Linked DNA regions of Mus musculus: region 1 is linked to region 2. The links are chromatin contacts, called in public targeted proximity ligation maps. All regions are on one chromosome and are shown on one strand. The core of a region is the stretch at or near the end of the contact, and the rest is flanking DNA. Distances in the headings are between cores, read along the strand shown. Region 1 overlaps Gna14 (guanine nucleotide binding protein, alpha 14). Region 2 overlaps Gnaq (guanine nucleotide binding protein, alpha q polypeptide).

Region 1 (5,167 bases), core at 444-2,943, 300 kb after region 2:
GGCTGGGATGTTGGCTGGTTTGATCCTGTGCAGGTCTTGTACAGGTACCCACAGCTGTCCCAAGATCATGAGTCCAATAGCCCTGCCAAATCCAGAAGACACTGATTGCAGCCGTCCTCTCCAACCAGTGGCTCTTACCAGCATCCTGCCACTCTTCCGTGGTGTCCCCTTGTCTTGAGAGGATGGGGCAGGAGTCTGATAGGTGATCAGTCAGTCAGAGCTTGAGGACTCCACGGTCACTTATTCATCTGTGAGTCTCTGTATTAATTGTTGCCCACCGCAATGAACAAAGCTTCTCCAATAAGATCTGAGAGTTGAACTGATCTTTGGATATGAAGATAAGTATTTAGAAGGCAGTTTGATATTATGTCCATTTAGCAAAATAATTTTAATAGATTCTCCTCTAGGGTTTCTGATTTTCCAAGTCACTGGGTTACTAGCCAGGTTTGTAGTACCAGGTAGACGTGAGTTTCTCTTGTGAAGGAAGCCTTAAATCTAATCAGAAAGTCATTGGTTATCTCTGTAACGTTTATCCTACTATAACAACAATGTGTATATGTTACCAGGCCAGTTGTTCCTGTAGCTCACAGCTGGAGAGTCACAGCTGGCTAAGGCTGTTGATGGCTTTTCTTAGACAGTAATAAGCATGGTACCTTCTGGCAGTATGGAAGGTAGTGATCAGGAAGGAAATTTCCTGATCAATACCAGCTTGATTTTTCCATGTCTGAGACCAAAGAATATAGCATGTTCAGCAATATGGTCTTACCATCAAGTTCTGGCCAGCAACCAAGGACAATGGCAAGAGCCTGTATTGTTTTAAGGATTCTCTTGGCCTTTCCTACCCCAAGCAAAATAAAGTCAGGTATCCTACAGTGGAGACTGGGATTTTTGTTTAATAATCTATGAATGTTGTAATGAACCATTGTAATCATGAAAAATGAAATGTGCTTTTGAAATAAAAAATAATACAAAGCCGGGCGTGGTGGCACACGCCTTTAATCCCAGCACTTGGGAGGCAGAGGCAAGTGGATTTCTGAGTTCGAGGCCAGCCTGGTCTACAGAGTGAGTTCCAGGACAGCCAAGGCTACACAGAGAAACCCTGTCTCGAAAAACCAAAAAATAAAAAAAAATAAAAAAAATAATACAAACACTATTTAGAAAGCTAGTGCTTTAAATAGTGTGTTAACAAGTATCAGAGCTAGCAGCTAACTCAATCTGTCCCATATTTTAGGTTTCAGCATGTTTGGTGGATCCCTGGTCATGTGCCCTTTCCCTATCATTTCCCTGATCTGTAGTAGCATGCTTGCTCTTACATTGTGCCAGAATTGGAGCTCTTCCTATCCCCTGTGGCTGCTAGCATTCTCCAAAAGTCTGTGGATTTTGCTGTGCTCTGGGACCTTTTAGAGTGGAGACATGAGGAAACTCAAAGGCAGTGACCTACTCCCTGGAGCCCACAGCTTTCATCCTGTTTTCCACTGAGTCTGGAAGGGCAGAGAAGCCCATGCATTGTTTCCTTCTATCATTATTGTGACTAAATGCCCGGCAGCGGCATCTCACAGGAAAGGGGTTTACACGACCCCCAGCTCAGAACGTGTGGCTCAGCACGGCAGGGTAGAGCTCAGGTTCTGGCAGTATGGGCTCGCAGCATGACTTCTTCACATCGTGGTGACTCAGGACACACAGACTGTCACTCTATGACCTGTGTCTGGCAGCTAAGTTCTACCTCCCAAGGTCTACAGTCTCTCTCAAACAGCACCACTAGTGAGGGACCAAATGTTCAATGCATCATGAAGGCTCGTGATGGGGACTTTCCACATTTAAGCCATAATAACCCATCTATGGTTCTAAGATTGATCATCACAGTGTGGGAAAAGCTATTTCCGTGGCACTCGCAGCGGAGACCTGGGTGTTGAGAGGCAACCGTAAACTGACTAATACATTGGCCTGCCTCCAGCCATGGAATATTAATCAAACTTGTTATTTTAAAGGTGTTCTCCATTACACTGAGTCTTATTCAGTCACACAGTGTCTACTGTAAACCTAGAGGGTGATTTCTACATCTATTTCCCCCTCAATAACTGCATTGTACGGTCTGAGTATCTGCTGTGGGCCTAGGCTTGTTCAAGGTGTGTTGTTAACCTAGGAAATCGAGGGTTGCCCAGGCACAGCTTGTTCCCATCTACTTTACTGAAGAGAAGCCAGAAACAAAGAGGTCAAATCGTTTGCAGTGAAATGTAAATAGTATGTTTGACTTTGACTCCAGATGGCTGACTTCATTGTCTTGAGGGACTCTGTTACCATCAAAGACACAGTTACAGGTACAGCAATGGAAGGAAGCATTGCTCTAAGCTGGTGACACTGGCTGCCAACACCATTTGTACTAATTTGTGTGGACAAATAGTTATATGGTACTTGTCTCTGGGTTTTATATGTCATAAAATGCCTGAATATAATGTGTTATATCATAAATCTGTTTGTTCTCAATAAGCTTTTCCCTGAAAAGTTCCTAGAACATTTTTATGTAACAGGTGCATTGCCCTTATCCTCAAAAAGTTGACAGTTCACAAAGGTATTGTGTTAAGTGAAATAAGCCAGGCACAGAAAACCATATATTAAGAGTTAATTTTACAGAAGTGGATTGTAGAACCTCAGTCACTGGAGGCAGCACAGGTTGGGGATAGGGGAGGTTTGGTAACGTGTGCTACATTGCAATTGCATGATAGGAATGAGATTTAGTGTCCTGCAGTACAGCCGTATGGCTATGACAAACACATGCTATATATTTATATAGAGCAGAAGAGTTTGAAAATTTCCAACACAGAAATGATAAATGACTATGCATATGTAATATGTGGTGGTTTTTAAGAATCTCTCAGTTCATGGGGAAGGAAATACATCAGTAGAACATTTCACAGCTGTGTAGTAATTATCAGAGATGAATGAGTCCATGGTGTCAGGAAGGCATAAGGTAGGGACATGAACCCCACCCAGGTCAGCTCACAGCTTAGGAGGCGGTGCTTTTAGTCTGTAGGTCAAGAAAGTCTCAATGAGGTTCAATTCCTTTACCATAGCTACACTACTGGGAGCTGGGGAGCTTGGTTTGAAATTACTGGCCCAGTGTTGTCTACCCAGCAGGAGTAGAATTCATGCCCAAGTGAGTTTGCTATGGATGACTGTAAGAGAGTAGGCCATGCCTGGTTCTTCCTCCTCTCTGTCTTGGTTCTGAGTTCTCTGAAACAATCTGGAACTAGAGATGAAACCAATAAGCATTATCATTCATGTAGCCTGCACTTCCACTGCTTAGAAAGCTCCCCTGTGACTTCCAGAAAAGGAAGACATCCAGGAAAGGAAGACTTCCTACAACAGCTTCTGCCAGGCTGGAGGTGGGAGGGGAATAGGAAGATTTCTTTTTCTTTTCTTTTCTTTTCTTTTCTTTTCTTTTCTTTTCTTTTCTTTTCTTTTCTTTTCTTTTCTCTTCTCTTCTCTTCTCTTCTCTTCTCTTCTCTTCTCTTCTCTTCTCTTCTCTTCTCCTCTCCTCTCCTCCCCTCCCCTCCCCTCCCCTCCCCTCCCCTCCCCTCCCCTCCCCTCCCCTCCCTTCCTCTTCCTCTTCCTCTTCCTCTTCCTCTTCCTCTTCCTCTTCCTCTTCCTCTCCTCTCCTCTCCTCTCCTCTCCTCTCCTCTCCTCTCCTCTTCTTGTCTCTTCTTTCTTTCTCTTTTTCTTTTCTTCTTTCCTTTCCTCCCTTCCTTTTTTAATGTATTTGTTTCACATCCCAATATTAGTCTCCCCTTTCTCCCCATACCCCCTCATGCAGATTCTCCCTCCATTTTCCCTTCCCCTTCTCCTCTGAGAAGTGGCAATCCCACCCTGGATAACACACACATACACACACACACACACACACACACACACACACACACACAGAGAGAGAGAGAGAGAGAGAGAGAGAGAGAGAGAGAGAGAGAGAGAGAGAACATCAAATCTCTGCAGAATTAGGTGAATCCTCTCTCACTGAGGCCAGACAAGGTGGCCTAGTGAGTGGAACAGTATCCACAGGCAGGCAATAGAGTCAAGGACAGCTCCTGCTCTAGCTGTTGGGGGACCTGCGTGAAGACCAAACTGCACATTGCTATGTATGTGCAAGGGGCCTAGGTCTAGCCCATGCTCACTCCTTGGTTCAGATTCTTATTAGAAATGCTAGTGCACCTTTCAGAAACAGAGCAACTTCTAGAGAGAAGTAGAAAACCATCTATGGAACTTCATGTGATGTGAAGACCGAAAGTGAGTACTGACAGAAGCAGGACGGTGGTGCCAAGCATGTCTCATACTCTTCTGTGCATCTTTCTGTTCTCTAAAAATATTCTTCAAGTAGCACTAAGCATATTCCATGTCACGCATACAGTGTGGTGAATCTCGATGCATTGTAAGCACTTCACTGATTTTCTTTCAATTAAAAGCAACAGCTTCCTGGAAAGGTAAATTTTTCCTCTGAGGTCTAGCTCTGATGTCCCTTCTGCCATCAGGATGCCCCTTCATCCCTTTCTCATGAATGAACTTGCCCAGGAAGTTCAGCCGTAAAATGATCCTGACTCTGCCAGATCCAGGTCTTCCTCCTGCTTTCTTGTCTTATGGCATCTGTTTTTAGCTGGCTTCCCCATGACTGAGCTCCGGGCTCTGCCCGTATCCCCTGAGTGGAAGCAGCAGCCCAGGGTGTAGAGGTGGAAGGGCATCAGTTAGCACTTGAAGCTTTGAGTCTCAGCCTTTACCTCTAGGGTCACTGTGACGGGATGTCGTGTCAATGTGATTATGAAATCATGGAAGGATAGTATGCTAAGAACATCCCAGGACTAGCAATGACATGGTAGGGATAAAACATTTTTATCCTGGAAGACCCTCTAGATACTCCTGTTCCTGCTGACTCGGGGAAGAAGGAACACTTAAGGCACTGCTTCTCAACCTTCCTAATGCTGAGGCCCTTAATACAGCTCCTTATGTTGTGGTGACTGCAACCATAAAATTATTTTCTTTGCTGCTTCATAACTGTAACTTTCCTAGTGTTATGAATCATAATATAAACATCTGATATTCAGGATATCTAATATGTGACCCCTGTGAAAGGGTCGTTGGATTCCTCCAAAGATTGAGAACTCAAATAACTGATCTAAAGAGT
Region 2 (5,725 bases), core at 804-3,303:
TTCCCATCCATTTTCACACTCATTATTTCCTTTCTCATTAATGGAAATCTATCTCAAATTTGTTATAACCTTTAAAATTAAAATATCTGTGCCTCACATTTTAAGCTTAGTAGGCCTGAAAAGTTTGTCCTCTAACTGTTGTGTGAAGTGTGCATGATCTGTGTGGTATCAGTGCTACAGCATTCATGTGGGCTCAGAGGACAGCTTTGGAGTCAGGGTTGGCAGCAAGCTCCTCTACCCGCCCTTTACTCTCATACCAGCCCGGTTACTTTTAAAACAGCACTTCTATGAGAGCCCTGAAGTAGGCTGTAGAATCAGCATCGGCCGGCTTCTGTCCTCTGGATACACAGGCTGCTGGACAGAAAGACAGGAAGTAGAGGTCGATGGAAGGAGCTTTGGCAGAGTATAGACTAAAGATGCATTGGGTGTGCACTGCAGGTGGCAGACCTTGGACTTTAGGGTGGCAAATAATGATAGTAACAAAGAAAATGGGCATTGCAGAAGAGGTTGTGCCTTTTTGTTGTTTGTTGGCACAGTTTTCTCTATTCAGCTCTGGCTAATCTAGAACTCACTTATATAGACCAGAGTAGACTCAAATTTGTGGTGGTCTACCTGCTTCTGACTTCCAAGAATTGGGATTATAAGTACATACCACCACACCCCACTGAGGCTATGTTGTTTGTAGTGAGATTTAATTAAGTCCATTTTTTACCTTCCTCTCAGTAAAAGTGAATTATTTCTATTAACTAAGCCCAATAAGAGATCAGAATAACCAATCATATTCTCACCATGTTGCTGTCTTATGTACAGAACAAGATCATAATAGTTTTTACGTGAAAATTATTAAAGTATTATAATTTTCATCACCCCTCCTAAAATGCTAGTTTGGGAAAAGACAAACATAGATTATTCATTTATCTTTTTCTTACATGGCCAGTCTCCTAACTTGGAAATAATGCAGCAGTCTCAGTAAGTGTGAATGCATTAACTTGCCAGTTGACAGTTCTACCCCAGTGTCCAGTGTCCTGAGAAAAGGAAGTGACTGGCTTTCCCTGCTCTTCCCACCATGTAGGATGCTAACAGGGCTATTTCTAAAACCACTGTGAAACTCATGAGAAGCCAATAGTAATAGCAAGCATCAAACTGTCAGGCTCTGCAGTATGCAGCAAAAAATACATGATACTTGGACAAGAGCACAGGCTATGCCATACTAGAGAGCCAGTCAGTGCAATGTCCCAGGAGCCCAGGAGCTGTGGAAATGGTGCTGAGGATTGCAGCCCCCTACTTGCTCATGGGACTTGCCCATTGTTTGGAATGTGAGTGTTGATGAGTGGTCATCTCATCTGCTTCCAAGGATCAGTTTTTTTGGCTCACATGTAAGAAAGTTAATCTAGCTGAAAGGATTTATTACATTTAATGTATTGTGAAAAAAATCTATTTTAATTGATTTTTTCCCCCTTCAGTTACTCTGTATGGAGAATTTTGACCTTTTAAGGTTCTATTTTGTGATTAAGAAGGAGTGAAAATCAGGTAGAGAATACGGTTGTTATAGCTCATATGCTCACTGCTTTCCATACTTTTTAATTGCTTTCTTAGAGACAGAAGTTAAAGCCAGCTCACTAATTTATGACCAAATGACCTGGGGCAAAGCCCATTCTTTCAGTGAAGTAGAAATGCTAATAATATTTACCTTATAGGGTTATTGGGGAACTCTTAAGAGATAAGGATCAAGCAAGAGTTAATAGCTAGTACTTAGCATACAGGCACACACCCAGGTAGCAAAACTCTTCTGAAACACTGGCTGTAAACCAGCTTAGAGGTTTAAGGCAGTCTTAGGAGGTGTGGTGTTTATTTACCCATCAGTTTAGATTTATAACAGCAGCTACCCCAGTATGATAGACCCCCCTTTATTGGCTTAGGTGGAGTTCTGAAACATCATTTCATTGGTGCTTAACAATGTAAAAAGGAAACTGAGTTATCATCCTGTGAGAGGGGTTCAGCACCATGCCTAACTTCCCAGTATGTGGGTGTGCCTAGTTGGAGGAAGCTGGCTGAGGCTTTGTTTGGAGTTGAAGTCCTGCCACTCCCTGTAGGAAAAGGAGCTCTACACACTGCTTGCTGTCCTGCTCCTGAGAGGAGACCAGATATTTCTACCTAAGGAACCTAAAGACCCCAATCTACCTGCCAAGTCCTCATGCCAGTTTCCTTAACATTTCAGGGGCAATAAAACACAAAAGCAGTAGTTTACTGTTTTATGTTTATTGGTAGGCATACAGGGCAAGTATTTGGTTTATATTTCTAGCCATACCACCCCAAGTTTTAAATACGTGAAACAGTGATCCTGGTAGTCAGAGGGGGCAGACGATTTTACAGCTGGCATGTAGTTAACTGGTTTTCAGAAACACTGCTGCATATCGGGAAATGCTTAGTGTATGGGCCTCTGTATTTCTCTCTTCTCTCCTGCTGAAGAATAGCAGTAGTGAGGTGAAGCGAGTAGACAGGCCCTACTGTGCTGTGTTTGATTCCCAACAACTGGTGTGGTCAGTAAGGCCCTCTGTTAAACCACGCCTGTGAGAGATTTTATTATGTGAAAGATTGAGGGGTGCCATTCAGCACGACTCCTGATTCTGGGGGAAGCAGGCTGGTTTCTGAGTACAGTTTCTGAAGCTCTTTCTTTATATTGTACTTGGCTTTGATCTGTAAGAGTAGATATTTTCCAAGGTGTTTGTCCATTTCAAGCTTCTTGAGGGAAGCAAACACAGGAAGTAATTAGCAGATGAGTCAACGAACTTGCTTGTGGTGCCCACCCAGGCTTTAGCCTGATAGTTTATCTGCGTAGATAGTGGCCTCTGCCAAAGGTCTGTAGGGACAGCAGAGCTGGTGCACTATGGCTGAGCCTAGTAAAGATCTAGGCTGCATTTATATGTACCTCTTCCCCATACCCTGAATGTGTGGGTTAGCATAGCCGAGAGCTTCTTCACTGAAGAGGCTGTGTTGTACAGAGATGTCGTTTCTGGCAACATCTAAGTGGGTACAGATCATGTGTCTGTCTAAGAATGGGAAGAAGTTACTTATAGAGCAACAGTACAGCTATCTTGACTCTCCTTTGTCGCAGTGAACAATCTGCTCCAGCTCCAGCAGAGAATTCAGTTTCTAGTCACATTACTGGTTCAGAGAATCACATGGAACCAACTGTCTCACCCTTCCTGCTGCTCTCATGGTGCCGCCCATGTTCTAATAAGGTTATTTTAAAGCTGAGATATATTGATTAGCACTCCCACCGTGAATGTCTGAAGAGGTATAACATGTGTTCAAGGGAGTTCTAAGGATAAAGGGATGCATTTCCCAGAGGCTTAGTTAAACACCAGTTAAAATGGACAGTCCCTTTTCCTTGCCTCAAAAAATTATTTATTTTATTGTATGGGCATGTTGCCTTGCATGTACATCAAATGTATGCAGTACCTAAGGAGTCCAGAAGAGGGCATCCCCTGGAACTGAAGTTACCGAGTATCTTGAAGCCCCTATGTGCTTGCTGGGAATTAAGCTTCTACCTTTTGGAAGAGAAGCCAGTGCTCTTAACCACTGAGATATCTCTCCTGCTCAGTCTCTTTATTTTACACACTTAGCATCTAATTTTACCCTCATACTTCTAGACGAGTGGGATAAAGAGGTGTATGTAGAGATGGGGTAGGAGCTAGGAGAAGATAGAGTGAGAATGTCACCAAACCTGAGCCATTGCCTTTTACCCAGAACAGCAGCAGGTGTTAGAGTCCAGAAAAGGAAGTAGACCTGGGAAGGAAGACTCATTTTTTTACTGTGTTTGTCAACTTACCTGAGGCCAGTCAGAGACTAATAGTTGTGTGAACTGTCCCTTGTAGCACAGCTACTTGATAAAAACAGGCATGGTGGATGGCATTAGTAATATTCCTGATAACCACGGTGGCCATGAGCTACAGGTGTAGATGCCACAGATGTTGGGCTATGTCCATGGTTTATGTAGTGCCTAGCCTCAGCTCTGCTTTTAGATATCTGTCTTTTTCTTGGCTTCAGGCCCAGAAGCAGCCTTGTAGCTGATAGCCACTGTCATTCTGTACACATCATTTCTTCTTACCCTGCTCTCTCTTCCCAGCCTCCACCCAGCCTCACTCCAGGGATTCTAAAATGCTCAGCTCTAAACTCTCATTTGCAGTAAGCAACTTAACAATTATATTTCATCATTGCTTTCATTTGGGAGAAGTTTTTAACTCCTAGGGGCACTACAAATAAATATAAAATAAATATGCATTTCTGTTATTAGCTCTAATAGGGAATACATACTATTATTTCCCTTAGGGTTACAGCCAGTCTTCAAAAAGGATAATAAATATAATAAGGTTTCTTTTCTTCAGAAGTTCATCCACCCTGGAGCTGTCAGCTGCCATTCCTTGTCTGTGAAAACAAGAAGATAGTTCATACTGAAATTGTCCCGGTCCGTCAACTGGCTGGCCTAAGTGGGGCTTGCAACACGCTCAACACCTGGTGGGAAGAGTACAGACCCTGCTCTGTTGCACTTTCAGATCCTTGCCTCCCCTGGGAGCAGATTCTGCTGCCTGGTCCCTCCCTCCCTCCAGTGTCTTTATGAGAATGTCCTCATGACCTGGCCTATCCTTTTCCAGATATGCCTCCCGCAGACTCCACCTTACACTTCCTCTTCTTTCATTGTCAGCGCTGGCCCCTGAGAGATGGCACTGTCAGTGTGCCAAGCTTTCAGATAGAGTATCAGCTTCTTATTCCCAACGTCTCACTCACGCGAATCAGTATTGTATCTACAGAGGTAGGTTGCTGCTTAAAATAGTCTAAAACCTTAACAGTCTTTTAAAAATGTTTCTCCACTTTTTAAGGCTTATTTTATATACATACATGTTTTGCCAGCATATATTCATGTGTACCACATGAGTGCCTAATGCTGTAGAGGTCAGAGGAAGTGTTAGATCCCCTAGAACTGAGTAACGGATGGGCAAGCCACCATGTGGGTGTTGGGAATCCAACCTGGATTCTCTGCAAGAAAGAGTAACACAAGTGTTCTAACCCGAGGGGTCCTTCCAGCCGTCTTAACAATCTTTTTGAATGTGATCTTGGCCTTTTTCTTTCTCTGGGCTTTGGTGTGGTGTTCCTATTTGTGGAACAGTAGATGGTTAGATGATCTCTCTGTCAATCAAACACATGTGTGATTGAGAATTAAATGTGTCAAAATATATTAAAGCGTGCTTTTATTCTATAGCTCATAATAAATTGTGTGTTTGCATTATGAGTTTCCTAAAATGAAGAACAGTGTTCTATGGGAGAGCTGTGTCATACGCACATTTAGCATATGGCAGATTCCATTTATACACATGCTGTTCCCTCCAGAGCTAAGCCTTGGCTTGTATTCCTCCAGTGAAGGGAAGCTGCAGCTGAAGCACTGCTGTGAAACAAACGGAACTCTCACGTTTGGCTCTCAAGCTTCACAGAGCTTAGACCCTAGTAGTTCAATGGCAATTTGACCATGATTTTAGAATGTTTGTAGAGAATGTTGACCATTTGTACTTTTGGTCTGCTTGCTTTCTGTGTTCTGAGGCTGGAGTCACTCAGCTAGGTGCTGGGCGGGTGCTGTAGAAGTGTTAACCTGAAATAGAACCTGTGACAGAGACAATTGCTACCCAGGAAGTCTTCGTGGACACTTGTGTTACCTATTATTCGATTTGAG

Evidence for each region.
Region 1: a contact with region 2 is called in a targeted proximity ligation map of pancreatic cancer cells. A contact is called at or near these places in 2 of 484 Hi-C or Micro-C datasets (embryonic stem cells and uterus) and 2 of 130 datasets of targeted methods (the NIH/3T3 cell line and pancreatic cancer cells).

What each region holds. Positions count from the first base shown.
Region 1 is chr19:16,560,973-16,566,139 of GRCm38.p6, forward strand. All of the region lies in intron 2 of Gna14 (guanine nucleotide binding protein, alpha 14), which reads left to right. Among named protein-coding and RNA genes, the nearest start is that of Gm41811, 20 kb to the right of the region's middle.
Region 2 is chr19:16,257,153-16,262,877 of GRCm38.p6, forward strand. All of the region lies in intron 2 of Gnaq (guanine nucleotide binding protein, alpha q polypeptide), which reads left to right. Among named protein-coding and RNA genes, the nearest start is that of Mir496b, 55 kb to the right of the region's middle.